5 separate regions of the Mus musculus genome follow, and all the other regions are linked to region 1. Evidence: chromatin contacts called from public HiChIP or PLAC-seq and promoter capture Hi-C data. All regions are on one chromosome and are shown on one strand. The core of a region is the stretch at or near the end of the contact, and the rest is flanking DNA. Distances in the headings are between cores, read along the strand shown.

Region 1 (3,847 bases), core at 689-3,188:
TCTGACTGACAACATGCCTTACAGTGTTTTCTGTTTCCAGCTGGACAATTCCCAAAGGGTCATATATAGTTCTCAGCTACAGAACATAGATGACATTAGGCTAGCACCAAATAAAACCAGCATGCATATTTCAGTACTCAGTCTAAGCTTTCTTCAGGCTGATAAGGGCTCAAACCTCAAATCCCAACTTATATAAGAATAGCAAAAATTGGGTGTGGCGAAGCAGGCCCAGTCCCAGCACTAAGGAGACAGAGTCAGGTGAATCTCTGTGAGTTCCAGGCCAGCCAGGGCTACACAGTGGATTCCAAGACAGACAGTGCTATGCAGAGGAGCACTGACCCCAAAATCATCAACAACAAACACAGTTCAGGGGAAACTCTGGACACAGAGAATTCTTGTAAAGCTTGGGTAATGTGAATCTTTTTCCTAAATGACTCCAAAACCCTAACACAGGGGACAATCTTTCCACCCAACTCAAACCCAATATTCTGCCAAAGGTCAAGGAACCTCTTATAGGACTGTGAAGACTACCAGACACTCTGGGGCAGCGAGGCTCCTGTTATACCGCAACACTGTAACACTTGAGTACGATGCCCTACCTTGTTCCCCCTTTCTAAGATACTGTGGGTGATTCGCAAATACTATCTTATGGCTCTACGTGTCCTTGCGATCCCCAAGATCGTGGAAGTGGGAAGACACTCGGTGTAAACCTCCTCCTTAAGCTAGGTATTTAAAGAAGGCCCCTTCCCTCCTCTACTCCCCAGGTTGTCCCCGTTTAGGTTAGAATTCGGCTTCCTACATTAAAGCCACATCCTAGAAGACACAGAGCTTTGTGAGAGACCTGGAACATGATGCCGCATTAACTCTCCTCGGAAGGATATCGCCATTTATAACTCTCCCACACACCAACACCCTGGTTTTGGATATCTGTAAAATTTAAAGCCACCAAAGAAAAGGAGAATGTGAATCGGCTGGGGTTCTAACCACGAAAACTGGAGGACACGGGGAACAGTGTCATCTCTTGGGGATAACTTCTAACCTTTCATACTGAAGAATGGTTTCTGTGTCACACTGTCACTCTCAACCCTTCTAAAAGGGTGAATCAAGACCATAGCACTCAAAGGATGGATGGCAGGCGGCTGCGTGTTTAGGCCTGCGAAAAGGATCAAGCTAGCACCCGGGACAAGTGATGCTCTCATTTTTGCACACAACGCCAGAAAAAATGGGAGACATCGGGAATCAGAGCAGAAGGGACATGCCAAGTCACCAGTTCCCCTCAGCACCGCTGAAGAACCCTTCCGCTCTCAACCCATGGATTCCCGCTAACCTTCCCGCTCATTTCCATCTTCTGCAGTCCCCACAGCCTTCCACATCCTCCTGCCTGCTACTCACAAATTCCCAACCACTCCTCCCACATTTTCCTCCAGGCCCCCTCCCCTTCCTTCACTTCCCTCCATCCTACATCACTGCCCACTCCATTCCGAACTCAGCCGTCAGCCGCAATCCAGCCGGCTTCCAAGCCGCCCATCCATCCCTCGAGCTAGCCTGCAGCCCGACCCGCGTCCCCGGCGCCCCTAGCTCTCACGCCTCTTCCCAGAGGCGCCTCGGCTCCCCGCCCCCCGCCTCCTTAGTCCGCACAGCTCGGCGCCGGAGCGCTGCTCCACGGCTGCCCGAGAACTGCTGCCAGGCAAGGACGAGGCGGACCCCTCCTCCCCGCACCCCAGGCCCATTACCGGCCCCGCCGCAGCCGCTTCTCCCGTCACGGTCTCCGCCGCCCCCGCTGCCTACTCAGCCCGTGTGCAAGGAGGGGAGACCGAGGCGTGCCGGCTCCCAGGCCCGTCGCGTGGCTCTCGGGGCTGCAGGGTGTGTGGGCCGGCCGGCAGGCGGCGGGGGTCGGGCGGCTCTGCACTCTGGCTCCCCGGGCAGCGAAGACCAGAACCGTCCCGGCTCCGGCTAACAATAGGCTCCGGCTGCAGCGCTCTGCCTCTTATAGGCGCCGGCGCGTCGCGGCCGAGGCCCGGGGCAGCCTGGGAAATGGAGTCTACACTTGGCCCACACCCAAGGCATGCCGGGAGTTGGAGGCGGCCAGTGCCCAAAAGCCCTCGCCCACCCTGGAACATTCGCGGCGGACCCCGGAGAGCGCCTGTAGGGCAGTTGCCCGCCTTGAAGCGGGAGGCTGCGGATCCTCGGCTACACTTCCTCGCACCAGAACCTCACCCCATGCCTGGGGAACGTGATTCTCACGGGGTTGTCCCATATGACTTGCTGCAGCTGGCCTAATTTATAAGAGAAATTATGAGCAATGACCTATCTATTTATATGATGGATCGATTTCAACATTTTTCCCACCCCAAACGGGGTCTCTCTACATGGCTCTGGCTGCCCTGGAACTCACACTATTCCAGGCTGGCCTCGAACTGAAGAGATCCACCTGCCTCTGCGTCCTGAATGCTGGATAACGGCGTGCGCCACTATACGGGCTGATTTCTTCACATTCTTAAATTTTTCTTTTCTTTTCTTTTTTTAATTATTGTCTCTGATAATCACAGTTTTGCAGTTCATCTTTAAAGTGGGCAAAATATGGACCAAAAAGTTATAGCTCTGGCTGTCCTGGAACTCACTTTGTAGACAAGGCTGGCCTCAAACTCAGAAATCTGCCTGCCTCTGCCTCCCAAGTGCTGGGATTAAAGGCGTGTGCCACCACGCCCGGCTTACCTTTACAATCTTATGCCAACCAGCCATACGTTGGTTCAGTTAGTAACTATTCAGGTCTTCATATTAGAGAGGTAATACATTACACACACACACACATACACACACACACACACACACACACACACACACACCGTTTGGTTTTGAACAGGGTCTTTTTAGCTCAAGATGGTTTTGAATTTGTTTATTTGAGACAGGGTTTCTCTGTGGCGTTGGCTGTCCTGGAACTCCCTCTGTAGACCAGGCTGGCCTTGAACCCCAAGATCTGCCTGCCTCCCATTTTAAAAGCCTGCTTTAGCTTCTTAAGTACTGGAATGAGAGCCATGATTTGAAATAACTGCTTCTTTTGGTCTCTTTATTTCCTTGGCATCACTACCACTTGTATTTGTTGTTTTTTAGTCTTCTGTCTTGACTGGATTCCATGGAACTTGAATTGAAGAGTTGTTTATTTATTGTATTCTCAATACCAGGTTTTTAAAATCTGGTTATTTGACATTTAGGAGCACAGTGAGTATTTATTGGCTAGGTGGATGCACGACAGGATTAAACTTTATGTAGGGTGTGTGTGTGTGTGTGTGTGTGTGTGTGTGTGCTATTCAAATCTTTTCATGAAAAAAGCGCCATAAGTTCTAAATCCCAGTACATTTTTGCATATGACCAGGAAAATATAAAGCCAGCGCGACTGGCTACAATGTTCTCTCACCTTTGGAGCTGAGACACTGAGCGGCTTTGAAAAAGTGCTATGAATTCCAGTTTTCTTCATTATGTGACAACAGAGACAACACCACAAAGGGAGAAACAGCAGACCATGAAAAAGTGTCTTTAGGATTTCGTGCACCGATCATCTATCTGCTGAAGCTCAGAGGAGACGCGACGAAACCCGGGGGTCCTTAGGCTGCACTGCCTGAAGGTCACCCCGCTTTGCACCCATGTATGCTTGACTCTAAAGAAGCCTGTCTTCCTGAGCACCCACATGGTGGCTTACAGTCATCTGTGACTCCACTTCCAGGGGATCCCTGCTTCTGGTCTGGGCAGGCACTGGCACTCATGTGCACACATACACACACACACATGCACATAATCAAAAATAATGAAAAATAAATCTTAAAACAAACAACCCAGCCTGGTGTGGTGT
Region 2 (3,847 bases), core at 690-3,189, 1.8 Mb after region 1:
TACAAAGCTTCTCTTAGAGATGAGGTGGAGTTGAGGGGAGGGCATGGATGAAGGGGGCTGCCGGATGGAAGGGGGGCGTCTCCCTGCTGCCCTGCCCGCTCCAGAGCCTGGAACAAAGCCGCTCTTGTCAGTTGCTCTCCACCCGCTGCCCCCCTCCCCTCTGTATAAACACGACCACCTTTTTCCATGACCCCATCTCCAGAATGGGAGGAGAACCCAGGCATCCTCTGCCCTATCCTGAGCCCCAAGCCTGTTCTCCAGGAGACAGCAGTGGACCCAGCTTCCCTGGCTCCGTGCCGTTGTTGGGGGAGTCTAGACCCTTGATTCTCCACCTTGAATCCTCAGGTGCCCTCCCTCTACCCCACTGGCCCCAGGGAGGGGCAGTACCCAGGAGGCAGGCAGGCAATGCCAGTGGAATGTGTGTGGGCATCAGAGGGCACGGGCAGGGTGGGGCCGAGGGGGGAACTGGAGGTGCCAGTTAGGTGGCTTTCTGAGCCAGAGGTGGGGGTGTGCCCCGGGGTTGGGGGGGCGTGTCCTATGCTGCCTACCAGTTCTAAGCCACTGTGTGTGTGTGTGTGTGTGTGTGTGTGTGTGTGTGTGTGTGTGTGTGTTGGGATAACCAAGCTCCGAGCACCCTGGACACACACTCCCCTTGACCCCCTCTAAGTATCCTTACTGACAATGGCTGTGGTCCTCAAACCCTAACTCAGTACCCGAAGAATAACCATAAGGGCAGAAGCCTCAAATTTGAGGAGTAGGATCCCAACTGCCCCGGGTTTAAGCCCTACAAGAGGGAATTATTTGAGCATTTTGTCCTTGAGTTCCCTCCCCGAGACAGACATCCCTGCTGCCCCATCCCCATGACCACCAACTAAGCATATTCTTACCCTCTGGCCTCTGCAGAGAGTCCCTCCTACATACTGGGCCAGGCTGAGGTGAGGGACCTGGTGGAAACTGCTGGAAAGGAAAGAGGCGCTGTCAGTGGCACTCCAGGACAGGGGCTCTCCTGAACCTGTCCGGGCGTTATAACTCTAGCTTTGTTCCACTGGGGCCTCCCCTTGAGAATATTCTAAAAGAGCTCCCCTTCATTGGCTCACTTGTGCAGTAAGGGATAGATCAGAGAGAATCCAGGTTCTGCAGTCCAAACTCCACAGACCACTTTACCCACCTAGACACTTGCTAGAGCTTTCCTAGTCCCCATACAGAGCCCTGCCAATCCACTGGAGAAAGGGTACTTGGACCATCAGATCCACCCTTCAGTATGCCCCCGCCCCACTCCGGTGGAAGAATGCCATCCTTTCCCAGAGGAGGAAAACCCGTCTTCTCTGACATTCCGAGTACAGGAACATTGGTTCGCTTGCCCAAGACTTTCCTAAATGCTCTCCTTCAATACTCACCAAAATCAAGGGCAGACAACCCGGCCCATCCTCAGTCTGTCTAAAAAAAAATCTCCCCTTTCTCTTCCCGGGTCACGACTGACCCCAACTTGGGGCAGGAAGCCTCCGCATAAGCTCGGCTAACAGCTTGGCCACCCCCGGAGGGAAAGGACCCCAAGGCTCCCGACGCCCCCGCCCCTGGCTCATTTCAGCAGAGGAGCCCCGGCGTCCGCGGCCGGAGGGCGGCCAGGCGGGCGAGCCGGCTTCCCCGCCTGACTCACCTGGAGGGGAGGGCGGGGGAAGGAAGGCCGCAGAGCCCCGAGGTCCCGGCGTCGGGCGGTCTCGGGGATGGAGCACCGCGGTGTTAGTGACTCGCGGTAATGGGGGGCTTCAGGGGGGCACGGCTCTAGGCTGGGACAATCCCGGGGCCTCTCGGAGCCCGCCCGCCCACGTGACCGCCCCAAAATATCCGACACATTTTCTCCCAAACCGCACACTGACTCCGCAGGCGGGGACACGGAAAATATTTTCTTTCTTTTTCTCCCTCCCTACCCCCCCCACCTCCCTCCCTGCCTGGCTCCCTCCTCCTCCTCCCGCCCTCGCTCCTCCCTCCCCTGCCGCCTGCCCCTGCCCGGCTCCCTCCTCGGTGCCCTGGGGCTGGGGGGGGTGGTGGCTGGGGGGGGGGAGGACTGGGCGGGGCGGCCCAGGACGCCTGGGTCTCTGCCCCTCCCATTTGCTAGGCTTCCGTGGCTCCATCCCCGGGAGGCCGGGCAGAGCTGGCAGAGGTCAGTGTCCTGGGCTCCATGATGCCAACCCTTTCTCTCTGGCGCTATCCCCCTTCCAGCCATTTGGGGAGACTGAGTTGTCTTTAGCCACGCTGTATTCTGCCAGGCCGGTCTCTGGTACCTCCCAGGGTAGGCAGTGAGAGACTTGGACACTGCCAAGACGTGGAGTGATGGGGCAGGAGTATACCAGAGGAGAAGGCACTGTCCCCTTTTCTTAGTTAACCTCCACCTGCAGGTCAAAGCAGTATCCCTTCCTCTGGCCTTCTCTGTCCTATGGCCTAGGAGCAAACTGGTTTAACTAGTGGGGGTTACGATGAAGGTGCTACGAATTGGGTTCACAGGCTTCCTCCCTCTCATTCTGCCTGAAGTTGACTCCAGGAGTTAAAGCGCGTGGGTCTCTCGCTGCCAATATCGTCCCCACCTTTAGACTTGGATTTAGAGGGGGAGAGGCTGGCTGGGAGGAGGGCTGAAAGAACTTTAGGGAGGAGGGGGGATGGGAGGAGCCTTGCGCTGGGTGTGAGGGAGAAAGCCCAGGCGAGGGTGTGTGTCTGGCTCAGCCAGCGAGGCCTGCCTGGCTGCCTGGTAGATGCGCCACGAATGTTGTTGACGCTGGGTCTCTAGAAGCCCAAAGTCTGTGTCTAATAGGGATATTCTCTGTCTCCAAACAAACCGAGGCTGAAAGGCTCTCGAACCTAGAGAGGGAAGCCAATAGTTTGACTTTATACCACAGAGCACAGAGCCAGAGAAAAGTGAAGTCCTATGCACTCTCACAGGGATGGTCACGACTCCAGAAGAGGAGAAAGCTCATTGGACGGGCTGGGCCAGGCACTAGCCCAAAGGACCATCCTCAGCAACGCTCCCAGAGTGGCCAGCACCTGGGGAATGGGCCCCTGAATCACATCACATTTTCCACTTTGGAATTACTCAGCTCTGGTCTTGCTGTCACCCTAGGGGCCAGGCATCCCCCTCCTGGGAAAGGCTTTTCTGGGTAGCCATTATCAGCTAAAGGAGAAGGGGAAAGAGAGGCTTGCTGTGGCAATCCCAAGAGACCAGAGACGTTGTGGGGGAGGAAGGGGGGGAGCACAGACGAAACTCTGCCTTTCGCTCCAGGGCTGGGAATAGGTACTCCAGGGTCCCGTCCCCAGGTGGCCTGACTGCTGTTGACTTTGCCGGTTACCCTGGGAGCAGCTCTTAGCAGTGTGGGAGGGGTGTGTGTCCGGGAGTTGGACCCTGGCATTCAGGCTGGGGTGGGATAGTGAGCTGCCTGTGTGGCAGGGATCCTGCCAGGAGGCTGCAAAATTAACCCCTCCTGCCCTGCCCTGGTGGTGGCTGGCGGAAGGAGGGGCGGGCCCAGCTGCGGTTTGGGAATGTGGCCCTAATCCCCCTCCCCACCCCACCCCGGCACATCTGTAGTTGGTTTACAGTGAATGAGTCTCCTGTCCTCATGAACCAGGCTTGGGCACCATTCCCTTCCTGCCCAGGCACTGGGACACAGACCCAGGCACCACCCTGCTCAGCTCTCTGCACTGGTTCTTCCCTTCAGGGACTTGACCCAGAGACCAAGCATCGGAACCCTGAGACTGCAGCTTGGGGTAGCAGATAGGGATGGAACAGTTAGTGGGATGAGAGGGGGGACAAATATGGGAGAGCATCCAAGAGGACAATAAGTTTAAAATCCCATTGTTT
Region 3 (3,847 bases), core at 746-3,245, 1.6 Mb before region 1:
TTGAGCAAATAAAACCAAGGGCTCCCCCATCCCATCATTCACAGCCAGTAAACAGACACACACATATATCCCAAGGGGGTTTTCCCTGGATCGAAACTAGGCTAATACCTGCGCCAGGCTTGCTCTGAGCTAGGGAGCTGACACCCGGAGTCTTACATCTAAAAACACCCAAAACAGCCCAGAGAGGTGGCAGAGATTTACCCCACCACTCTCCTTCCTGTGTTCACCCTAGACCAACAGGCTTCACTCCATTTTCTCTGCAAGGGAGGAAATGGAGGCTTGGAGGGGTGAAAGGCTGGAGCCCTTGAGTGAACAGCTCTTCAGTGGGACTCAGGACTTCCTGGTTCCCAGCTAGAGAATCAAACCACACCTCTCTCCTCCCCCATTTTCAGTCAGCCCTCTAGGAAGGATCCAAATGGTAACACATTGTCCCTGGGTAGCCTAGGGGATCAGCCAGAGCTAACAAGGTACAGTCTCACCTAAGGATGCTATCTAAGAGCAGACAAGAGAGGCAGAGACCATAGATGACAGCTCACTTTACCCCGCACCCCTATGCCAACTCTCAGAAAGCTTTCAAGGGCAAACCCCCTGCTTTCCCCTTTCTGAGACAATACTCAAGGAGACCTAGCAAATGTATTTTGGAGGGGGTGGAATGAGGGCGCAAAATGCACTAGCCAAATCCCTGCTGGGCAACATGACAGGTGTGAGAGAGGCTGTCCCCAGCCCGGGGCCCAGAGGCTGAGGCGGGAGGCTCATGCTGCACCCTTCCTGCTGTAGATACACACCCCTTCTCCCCAGCACCTCCTACCAGGGCTGGAAACACTGGCTTCCAGCAGAAAAGAGCACAAATAAAGTCATTTCTCCATCAAAGAGGCACAAGCTAGCCTACTCTGCAGAGCCGGGGCAGCACCTGAGAACTATTTACCATTCCGTAGCCAGAAAAGCATTGTAGAGATCTGGCGGGGGCTTTCAGGATTGGCCAGGGACTCATGGGCAGCTAACTCTACACTAGGCCCAGAGAAAGCAAGAGACAAAAGCCATTTTTTTGCAGCCCACATTCGTAGAGAACAGATCTCAACGGCCTCCTCTATAATCCCCCGGAGATTATGTCCATCCCAAGAGGAGGGGAAACGAAGCAGGCTAAGACACCACTAGGCCTTGCTGGGGTCACTTTGCCAGGCAGAGTAGTTAAGTTGAACAGCAGGGGCAGAGCTGCCCCAGCCCCACCTCCTTCATGCCCCAGCTCCCCTCTTCATCGCACCAGTTTCCACCCACCCTCCCCCCCCCCCCCCACCTCCCGGGTGAAGGACTCAGGGCTCCTTGAGTTTCCCACGGATTGTTTTGGGTGCCCAGGTAGGTAGGAACAACATTAAAGTCCAATCTGGCAGTATGTGGGACCTGGCAGTGGCATCCCCCCACCAAGTTGCTCTGTCCCAAGGAACCCTGGGGGTGGGGGTGGGGGACAACAGCCTGGGATTGGTGTTGGCATCAGGGCCTGGGTCCTAGTTTGGTCGAACTCCCTCAACACAAAAATAAACAGGCAGAGAGGCTATCTGGACATGTTCCCAAACTCCTGTAGTTCCCTGAACCCCCAATCTTTAAAGAGGCACACCCCAAGAAACCAGGCCTCGGTTCTGCCGTGGCAACTGGCTCAGATTCCCTTGACAGACCCTGCCAAAGGAACCCTCCCCAGCTCTGGCACCCCTTTCTCCAACCTAAAGGCCAGCCACCGGCCAAGATAGTCCATCTGGCTGTGCCCCTAGTCCAACCCTTTCTGGGCCCAGGCCGGGCGGACTTCACTCACCTCTTCACAGGGCGATCCAGAAATCCTCATCCGAGAACATGGCCAGAGCCCGGGCCGCTCCCCGACCTCCAACCGCCAGAGCGAGCACAGCCGCCCCCCACTCGGGGGGGCTTAGGGAGACCAAGAACGGTAAATCCAGGTCGGAGTGGTCACCCTTCCCCCGGGGGTTTAAAAAAAAAAAAAAAAAAAAAAGCAAAAATCCAACAGGGGTTCTCTGCCTCAGGTTCCAGCAGTTTAGGTTTCCATGAACAGCCCCAGGGCGGCGAATCCCGAGCGGACACAAAGAGAGCACCGGTGGCTTTGATCTTGGGCGAGCAGGCTCCGCATCCGCGTCGCGGGGCGGCCTCTCAGTCCTAGGGCCCGGCCAGCGCCCCGGCCGCCCGCGCCGGGCTCGGGCGGAACGTCGAGGCTCTCCAGATGGAACGTCGAGGCGCCTCCCCAGCAGCCCGGAAGGAATGCCGCGCCGCGCCGCGCCGCGCGCCGGGCCCGGATGGAACGTGAGCCCCTCGCAGCCGCGCCGAGCCCCTCTCCCCGCCGGGCCGGCGCCCCGGGGCCGCGCGAGCTACGGCGACGCGGAGCCGGCGGGGCCGAACCTGACACACACCCAGCGCCGGGCTCCGCGACCCCGAGCGTCCCCCCTCGGCGGCTTCGAGCCCCCCACCTTCTGCTCCCCCCGGGGAAGGGAGGAGGGTTGGTGGGCGAGGAAGAGGAAGGGGCGGGCGGTGCGAGCCCTCTGCCCGCTCCCCTCCGGCCGCTCCAGGCCCAGCGCTCGCCTCCCTTCCCCTCTGGCCTCGGGAGCTGCCCCGCCCCCGGCCTGGCCGCCTGTGGTCAGCGGCACCCCCTAGACCCCCGGCAGGCACTGATCGCGGGGGGTCTAGAGGTGCATGGTCCAACCCCGGCTCCCGGCGCCGGGGGGTCAGGAAACTGAGCGGAAAGTGGGGAACGAGGCAGCCATTTGCAACCGGAGAGGAAAGTAGTGCAGCGCGGCGCCGCTCCGCCTCCCCCCTCCGCCTCCTGCTCGGCCGGTAGGGTGGTTCCTGCGAAGAGGCTCTTTCCTCGCCTTGGAGCTGGGCAGCGATCGTAGAGACTCGTGGAGCGTCCGGCGCGAGATCCAGGGGGCCCTTTTGCCTGGGGAACCCCACTCGAGAAGGGGAGAAAGGAGAAGAGGAGGCCCTATTTTGTGTTGGAGCGGGGCGGCGGAGGGGTACAGCCCTCTTGGAGGAAAGGCTGTGACTCTGCAGTTCTACGCACACGCTCCGGGATCCCTCCGCTGCAGATTAACCCCGACTGCGCCAGGCTGGCCGCCGGGCAGACACGTGGGAATAAAGCCCCCCTCTTCTTCGCCACGGCCCAGGAGCTGCCTCCTTTACCTTCTGGGTGGTAAAGCTAGGATTCTGGCCACTTTTTAATTCTGTTCCCTAAAGTCACTGACCCTTGGAACTCCTTTCTTTGGCTGGGGGACAATCTTTGCCAAGGGGGGGTGGGGGGTGAAAAGAGAGCCTGGAGATTGGCCGCAGCTCTGCATCCTGGGAACTGGAGTCCGCAAATGGAGAAAGTGAGGCACCGTGCCTGGCGCTGCAAAGGGTGGGTTCTTGCCACGTTTGGGGGCCGGAAGAAAGCTGGACGACTCTCAGGTCTTCTAACTCCAAGACCCTTTGGAGTAGAAGTATTGTCGGTGTCCTCGCGATCCCCAAACAACCACTTCCCGACCAAAACATCAATGTAGAGTGTCCCCACCCCATATTTAATTTTCCCGAAAATCTTCTAAACCTGTCTTTTATTTCTTCTTCTTCTTCCTTAAACTAAGCTAAATACTCTGCTACTTGGTTGGAATATTGTTAATCTGAATAAGACCCTTGGCAAGCTCCCGCACTCCCAAGTATGGAAGGAGGGAAGACTAGAATTACCTTTCTGCACAGACTGTATACATGGAGTAAGCAGGTTGAGACAAATTAACTATGTACTCGATACTTTATATTCCCCCCCCCCTTTCCTCACCAACATTGTGGAATTATCTCCATATTACAAGTGAAAAGGCTGAGG
Region 4 (3,847 bases), core at 550-3,049, 1.5 Mb before region 1:
ACTATTTACGTTTTTGATTTGTACTTTTTTTTTGGTTTTTGGTTTGTTGTTTTTTTGAGGTTTTTGAGACAGGGTTTCTCTGTGTAGCCCTGGCTGTCCTGGAACTCACTCTATAGATCAGGCTGGCCTCGAACTCAGAAATCTGCCTGCCCCTGGCGTGTGCCACCACGCCCGGCTGATTTGTACTTTAAATGGCCTCTCTGATCTGGGTGATTGGTCTCTCACATCAAAAATTTGACTTCTCAAAAAAAAAAAAAAAATTGAATGTCTCAGGGAAGAGAGATGTATTATTTTTTAAATCCGGTAAAATATATTTCTTAAAATTAATAGATGAACCATACTATTAATGCTTAGAAAGATACATTTGCACAATGTAAAGCTTCAAATCCATGAAGCCTGTCTGTCAAGCTATTATACCAAATTTCCAAGGCTTTATTCGTTTAATTTGGCGTTGATGTAGGCCATTAGTAATGAACAACAAAAGTTCTCAGAGAGGGACATTTAATTATCTTAAAGATAAAGTTAGAGATCAGGTGAAGTGGGAGGGCTGGGGCCCACATGTCCCTGTGGCCTGAGTTATTGTCCATTTATTCTCTCATTTAATCCTCACACCACTCTCTGGAGCCTGTCTCTTTCTAGCCTCTCCTCTTGGTAGATAAGGAAATTAGTCCAACAACACAAAGAAACACAGCCGATACCTCCCCTCCCCCGCCCAGGCTGGTCCAGTTCCGAGAGCCACAATGTGAGAACCTTTTTGGTAGAAGTAAGAAATATTAAATATTGAAAACCATCGAATTCACGATGAGAGGTTAAGCCGACATCTGTCTGTCTCTATGGACACAGACCAGTGGCTTTAGCCTAGTGTGTTCCTGCCACAACCTTTACAGCAAGGGGGTAATCTTTTATTTTCTTTTTCTTTTTTTTAAATGTTTATTAGATTTATTTATTCTGATCTTTTATTTTCTGACAACGTCTCTGCCCCCGCCCAGTTCTTCTTTCTCTTACATACCCATTATGTTAATAAACTATCTTATAAAATGTCACTACTCTGTCACTTTAAGCCAGGCCCCGGTCCAGAGAGCCAATGTTACCAACATTTCTCCTTCGGTCTTCACGGATGTATGTGTATAAGTGTGTCATTTGTTTTGTGTGACTTTTAGAAACAGGAACCGCGCCATGCTGTATTTTCTGTTTGACTTGTCTGTCCTTTTCCTCTCTGTGCCCTGTGGAGCTCCTTTTAAACGTTTCTGCCTCTTCCTCCCAGCTGATGCGGCTAGCATCAGAACCTTTCCCTTGTTTTCACTCAGCTCTTGAAATGACTTCATGGCACAAGCCAACATCTAACTGGGTTTGTATTCACGGGGCGGGTTGAAACAGGCACACGCGTTATGGCTGACTGGAGTGTTACTAACAACACAGAGGAACTAGAGAAGCAGGCGGCCCATAGCAGCACGGTAAGCGCAGAGACCCAGCGCAGGCGCGCTGTGTTCTCACCGTTTATCGTTAGCCCCCTGCCTCCGGGTGGTTAACCCCCACTCTCCAGTCCTTTATTCCTTACACCTGAGGTATTAGTGGCCGACTCACAAAGGCGATGTTGTAAACACGAAGTGAGGTAGCCCAGGGAACGAATCGCAAACCTGGTGTACTGAGCGCTTTCACTTCTGGGATGGTCTTTCAGAGGAAGCACGTCACTGTGGCTCGAGGGAGGGTGGTTAAGGAATGGAGCTATGGGTGTGGTTGGTAGCCTGGAAAGTCCCGGAGGATGGACACGGGGATGCACAGCTGTGACCCAAACCCTTGGGAGACTGAAGAAGCCAGTCTGTCCCACACCGGGAGACTCTGTCCAAAACAAAACAGAAACAACAGTAACAAAACTGGAGAATGCCAGCCGGGAAGACTGTTGATTAGCGGTGTTTCTTGTGTGAGTGAGCTTTGTCACATATAAAATAGGGTGATAGCCAGGGCTATACAGAAAAACCAAAAAAAAAAAAAAAAAGGGTGATAGTGACATCTGGTCTTTTCCAAGTGCAGCCCCCTTTAACCCTCACAGCCGCACCTGTGACGCGGCCTGAGTTTCTTTCTTTCTTTTTTTAATTTATATATTTTATTTATATGAGTACACTGTAGCTGTCTTCAGAAACACCAGGTCCCTTTACAGATGGTTGTGAGCCACCATGTGGTTGCTGGGATTTGAAATCAGGTCCTCTGGAAGAGCAGTCAGTGCTCTCAACCGCTGAGCCATCTCTCCAGCCCCGCAGCCTGAGTTTCTAAATGAGATAATCTATGACTGGAAAGCACTTAGGGTATTTTTGGAGTAAATGATGTTGCGTTATTGTACTGTGCCGATGGTGTGGCCTAAACTTGGCATGAGCTCACATTCGCTGTCTCTTTAATGCTTTTCTTAGTTGCTTTATTTCTTTTGAGACCTTCAAGGATGGGGGTGGGGGTGGGGGTGGGAGCTGTCTTTGAACTCCTGAACCTCCTGCTTCTGCCTCCTGAGTGCTGGGATTACCATCGTGTGCCAGAGCATCTAGCTAATACTCATGAACTCCATGGATATCTGCTGCATGTCTAAAGCCTCGACGTATGTGTGGAAAATATGAAGTGCAAAACAGATCTTGTCCCCAAAAGCGCTTATGATTTTTAAATCGAGGTTCTTTAAAATATGAGGTAACATATTTTGGGAACTTCGAACCCCGAGATTAAAAGCTTTGCTAATGCCCACTGTAGGGGTAGCTGCCATCAACCAACACAAGGCAGAATTATGAATATTCACAATTTGTGAATATTAATATTTTTTTCAAATATTATGAAAAATTTTATCAACTTTTTTTTTTAAACTTACAAACGTAAAGATAAGCCGGTGACATCTGCTTATTTGTTCTAGCTGAGCCTCGAATGTGAAAGGGAGCCTTTGAAGGGTCTCCAGGAGGGCTAACCAGGCTGGTCTCAGGGCTGTCTGAGGGCTGGGGCAGCTGCGGGCAGCCAGTCTCCTGCTGTGTAGCTCTCACAGAAGCACACAAATATTCCATTGTTCTAAACACAATACAAGCGGATACTTAGCGGGCAGATGAAATTTAGTAGGAACCAAAACACACACGAGCAATGAGCAGTACTAGACATGAAACAAGCCTGATTTGGGGGCAGTTTCCAACAAATAAGCCTGTGTTGTTTCTAAAATGTCCGCCTATCCCTCCTGGCTCAGAGAGCTTTCTCTAACCCACAGAACCTGATTTTAGGGTGTGTGTGTGTGAACTCATCCCAACCAGTCCCAAACTGAAATTCCAATTCCACAAGAAGACAACTTCAGCTGTCAAGAGCTGAAGCCACATGTGACTTCTGGTCTGAAAATCAGTCAGACAGCAGATGGGCCAAGTGTTTGTGGAATGTGACAAGGCTCGAGGCCTGAGCCAAGCCCCTTCGCCTTAATTCCAGGCTTAGCTCAGAGAAGAGCAGTTTGGAATGCTTTTCTTTTAAAGGGACAACGTTAAAATATCCTTTTGGTTTTGTGTGTTATTTATGGACTTGAGGCATTAGGGATTGAATTCGGGGAGGCACACACACATTTTTTTCTTCTTGTTTTGTTGACAGGGTTTTTACCTTGTAGCCAGGGTGCCCTGGAACATGACAGCCTCCTCCTTTGGCCACCAGAGTGCTAGGGACAGGTATGTCTCACCATGCCCAAGTCAGATTACTTTTCTAAGAAAACCAACTAGTAAGTAGCGTGAAAAGGGAGTGTTGCTAAGAAAGCCCCTTTTCACGGTGACGAGATTTCTCCTCCTCCTTCCCTTCTCCTTCTCTCCAACCTCAGCCTGCAAGAGCGTTTCTTGGCGTAGCCCTGGCATTC
Region 5 (3,847 bases), core at 903-3,402, 1.0 Mb before region 1:
CTTTTAAAATAGGAAACGACATATAAAGGTTTTTGGGGGCTGACGATGAGAGTGATCACAACGGTGTTTGCCTTATAACTTGTACAGTACAGACTTATGTTTTATGTACTTTCATGAAAGTATGGAATAATTCACATTAAACTCCACATTTTAAAAATTATGGATCAAGGTTATTTACTTAGTTAGCTAAAGTCACATGGACACTAATAATAAGACTTCGGCTACATAAAGTTCCTTTTATTCAAACCAGGCTTTTCTAACTATTTTTAAAAATTATCTTTTGTATGTGTATGCATGAGTCTTAGTGCTTACACATGCTAATATGTGTACGGATGCCCAGAGGGGCCAGAAGAGGACTTCTGCTCTGCTGAAATTAGAGTTCCAGGTGGTTGTGAGCTGCCCTCAAGGATGCTGGGAATGGAACTTAGGTCCTCTGAAAGAACAGCGCTCTGAAGAATGGAGCTGAGTTCCTAGAACCCCTTCTAACTTAACAATACACAAGTTACCTCCGGGGTCATCTTAAAATACAGATGCTGGCTAAGTAGACGGGGGTGGGGGTGGGGTAGGCTGAGATTCTGTGTGTCTAACAAACTGCACAGTCACACTAACTTTGTTCAAAGTCACAGTTGAAGGCACAAGGACCCACACCACGCCACTAAATTTCCTCCTACCCTGATTTGCTTCCCTCCTATCGGACTCTGTTTTTGAGGCCGGCATGGTCTCCATATTGAGGGCAGAGAGAACTTGTGTAAAACAAAAATGAGTGGATAAATGCGTAAATAAATAAATGTTCAAAAGTAAACTTGAGAACAACTGCCTTAGTCAATTGCAACCGTGTCCTTTCTACTGTGGCTCTGTATATACTGTTTACAATTTTAAAATCTTTTTTTTAAAAATGTTTTTCTTTTCTGTTTTTCTGCTGGTTTCCTATACCACGGTGACACGTTTACAGGGACACACACCCAGCTGGTTACTGTAGTCTATAACCAAAAGCTCTCCTCAACTGAGACCCTCAAAGGTCTTCACCACCCACCAATGTCTCTTTTTTGTCGTTTTTGGAAACATGGTCTTAGTAGCCTAGGCTAGCTTCAGACTTGTGGGAATGCTTGTCTTCTGAGAGCTAGAATTACACGTGGGCAAAAGGTCTATCCCTGGACTCTGGTGATGGAATGTGGAGCGAATGGCGGAGGGTCCTAACCATTTGTAATGTTGGATAAAACTGCCCGCTTCACTGGGACATCCACTAACTAGCTACAAATAGGCGAGACTGTTATTTCCTTATTTTTGCTGCGGTTTGACTCTAATCATTACATGTCTGAAAACACTCTGCGGTGGGAAAGGTGGTTAAGGCTTCCTCCTCTGGCCGGATGATCTATTTTCTTTCTTGATCCCTCTCTACTGTTCACCGTTGTACTCTGTTAGCACAAGTAAATAAGGATCTGGCTCCAGGTCTGTCTTGCACTGTATATCTACAGCCTTAAGTTTCAGCCGTGATTACGTCACCCTGGCTCTTATCTTTTAGGAATCAGGATTCCCAGATTTTTTGGGGGGGGGAAGGGAAGGGGATCCCCGTTCCCCAGCCAAGAAGACCAGCAAAGCAAGAGAGGAGGCAAACGCCGGAAGTCCAGATCAGACGGTCCTCCTCCCCAGCGGTCTGGCGGGAATTTTTGGAATGAGTTGTGGATTGCTCAAAATTCCTCACTCGGCCGTGGGGCCCCAAAGGGAGGGCTGGGACGTGCACGTGTCTGTCAAGGCTATACTTTAAAAGCCCACTCTGGGCTTTGAGTTTTGATGCCACGCCCAGGCCAGCACCACGGAGGACGCGGAGGCTGACCATCGCTGGGCTCCCGGCGCTCCGATCCCTGCCGCGTCACTCACCCCGGAGTTACACCCCACGTCGAGCCCTAGGATCGGCCTCTTCTCGGGACCCTCGGGAGGGAAGAGCTGCCGAAGAAGCTCCGGGGGCAGAAGGCGGAGCCTTTGCTCGGGAGGGTGGAAGCGGGAATAATGAGGGAAATTTCCGAACGGGGCGGCCCCGGGTTCCAGAGCCCCCGGATGCTCTTCCTCCACAGCCTCTCCAACGCCCCCTCTTGACAATGTCCCGTCTGCGGCCATCACGCTCTGTCCCTCGGTTGGGGCGGAACCGGAAGTCTGGAGCCCGCGGAGGGAGGGGGCGAGCGCAGCGCCAGCGCGCATGCGCCTAGGGTAGAGGTCTGAAAGAAGGTGAGTTTAGGTAGGTGAGAAGACCCCAGTGCCTAGTCGGGGCTTTCGGTATCCTATTGGAGGCCGTGATCGTCCCCTCTTACTTAACGGACTTGCCCAACTTGAGTTGAACCTTGGGCCACTGACCAAAGCAAGGAGTTTGTGGGGGTCTTGAAAGTGAAGTTGGTCCAAGTTTCTTTCTTTTCAGATACACAAAGTGAGCTGTAAGGAAGGGGGATTCCTTGTCTGGGGAGTATGTGTGTGTGTGGGGCCTGTGACGGGGTCACACAACAATGCACTGACACAGGAACTTGAGCCTGGTTTAGAAAACGTAGCTGGAAGCTCTAGAACACTTAAGGTGCCACAAGGGGACCGACAGACATAGTAACTATAGACTTCATTCCAGAGGATGGAGTTGCTACATTGATACTTTTCAGCTGTGAACCTCCTATATTTATCATAAATCCTGGCGCACGGTTGTTCAGTAAATACTTGTTGAATGAAAACTGTACAAGATGCAAGTGACTAAGCCGTATCTGTTTGGGGGAAGAAAGAAAATGGGAGAACAGAGTTAAATTGAAAGAGATGTGTTGAGATAAACTTAAGACCAAAAGTGGGCCGAACTCTGTAAAAATGGTTCAATCAGGAAATGCTTGCTGGGTAAGCTCGTGGACCTGAGTTCGGATCCCAAACACCCACATAAAAAGCAGGGTGTAATGGTGTATGCCTGTAATCCCAGACTAGCAGATCTCTGAAGTTTGCCGGCTAGCCAGCCTAGCTGCGTTGGTGTGTGCTCCAGGCCCACTGAGAGATTCTGTCTCAAAAGATAAGGTGGGAAATGATCGAAGAAGATGCCTGCCATCCGCCTCTGGACTCTACACACGTGTACACACGCTAGGAAATAGTAATACTTTAAAAGCTTTTTAAATGTGGTCTGGGGTGGGGAAAGCTGGTGAGGAGAGAGACTGAGGAGTCAGCCTCCCTTAGTCTCTGTTCTATTGCTGTGGAGAGACAGGTAACCATGGCAACTCATTAAAAAAATAATTGGAGGCTTGCTACAGTTTCAGAGGTTTAGTCCATTATCATCATGGTGGGAAGCAGTAGCTGAGAGCTAGACCCTGATCCATAGGCAAAAAGAGAGTCCAGGCTTAGCCTGGGCTTCTGAAACCTCAAAACCCACCTCAGGTGACAAACTTCCTCCTACAAGGCCACACCTCCTAATCCTTTCAAAGAGTCCCACCCTCTGGTGACTATTCAGACATATGAGCCTATGGGGGCCATTTTTATTCAAACCACCACATGGCCTAAGCAGTAAGTTCGGTTTAGAGGTAAGGAGAGCCCAGCCTGTTAGAATCAACCCATGGCACTGTGTTCTGACCAGCCCATTTTATGGAGACCTCCCAGCTTACTAAGCCAAAAATTTGCTAAACTTTATAAGAGACTGAAGCATCTATACAAGGACCGACAGGGTTCCAACAGGTCTCTAGGGACACCACCCCCCCCCCCCACCTCCACAAATGTGTTTTGGCTTAACTTTTTGACAAGATCGTGCAGTAGTCCTGGTTGTTCTTGGACTTCCTATGTAGCAGAGAATGGCTTTGAACTCTTGATCTTCCTGCCTCCACCTCCCACATGATAGGATTAT

What was found. Promoter capture Hi-C pulls out the DNA fragments that hold promoters and counts their contacts. HiChIP or PLAC-seq counts read pairs in DNA pulled down with a chosen protein or histone mark.
Region 2: a contact with region 1 is called in a promoter capture Hi-C map of hippocampal neurons, with 7 times the contacts expected there. The contact joins the promoter of Rarg here to the promoter of Csrnp2 in region 1. A contact is called at or near these places in 3 of 39 promoter capture datasets (hippocampal neurons, liver and pre-B cells).
Region 3: a contact with region 1 is called in a promoter capture Hi-C map of liver, with 2.7 times the contacts expected there. The contact joins the promoter of Kmt2d here to the promoter of Csrnp2 in region 1. A contact is called at or near these places in 2 of 39 promoter capture datasets (liver and pre-B cells).
Region 4: a promoter capture Hi-C map of liver shows a contact between it and region 1, with 4 times the contacts expected there. The contact joins the promoter of 4930578M01Rik here to the promoter of Csrnp2 in region 1. A contact is called at or near these places in 3 of 39 promoter capture datasets (hippocampal neurons, liver and pre-B cells).
Region 5: a contact with region 1 is called in an H3K27ac HiChIP or PLAC-seq map of embryonic stem cells, with 7 times the contacts expected there. The contact joins the promoter of Bcdin3d here to the promoter of Csrnp2 in region 1. A contact is called at or near these places in 1 of 39 promoter capture datasets (pre-B cells) and 2 of 115 datasets of contacts at active chromatin or transcription factors (both in embryonic stem cells).

Annotation. Positions count from the first base shown.
Region 1 is chr15:100,493,301-100,497,147 of GRCm38.p6, forward strand. Csrnp2 (cysteine-serine-rich nuclear protein 2) reads right to left here and starts at 1,939. Exons shown (of 5, transcript NM_153407.2): 1 at 1,734-1,939.
Region 2 is chr15:102,255,583-102,259,429 of GRCm38.p6, forward strand. It overlaps Rarg (retinoic acid receptor, gamma), which reads right to left and starts at 1,940. Exons shown (of 10, transcript NM_011244.4): 1 at 1,658-1,940; 2 at 888-957.
Region 3 is chr15:98,869,210-98,873,056 of GRCm38.p6, forward strand. Kmt2d (lysine (K)-specific methyltransferase 2D) reads right to left here and starts at 1,996. Exons shown (of 55, transcript NM_001033276.3): 1 at 1,805-1,996.
Region 4 is chr15:98,984,166-98,988,012 of GRCm38.p6, forward strand. 4930578M01Rik (RIKEN cDNA 4930578M01 gene) reads left to right here and starts at 1,800. Exons shown (of 4, transcript NR_045991.1): 1 at 1,800-1,921; 2 at 3,592-3,665; 3 at 3,812-3,847.
Region 5 is chr15:99,472,578-99,476,424 of GRCm38.p6, forward strand. It overlaps Bcdin3d (BCDIN3 domain containing), which reads right to left and starts at 2,153. Exons shown (of 2, transcript NM_029236.2): 1 at 1,879-2,153. The coding sequence starts at 2,115.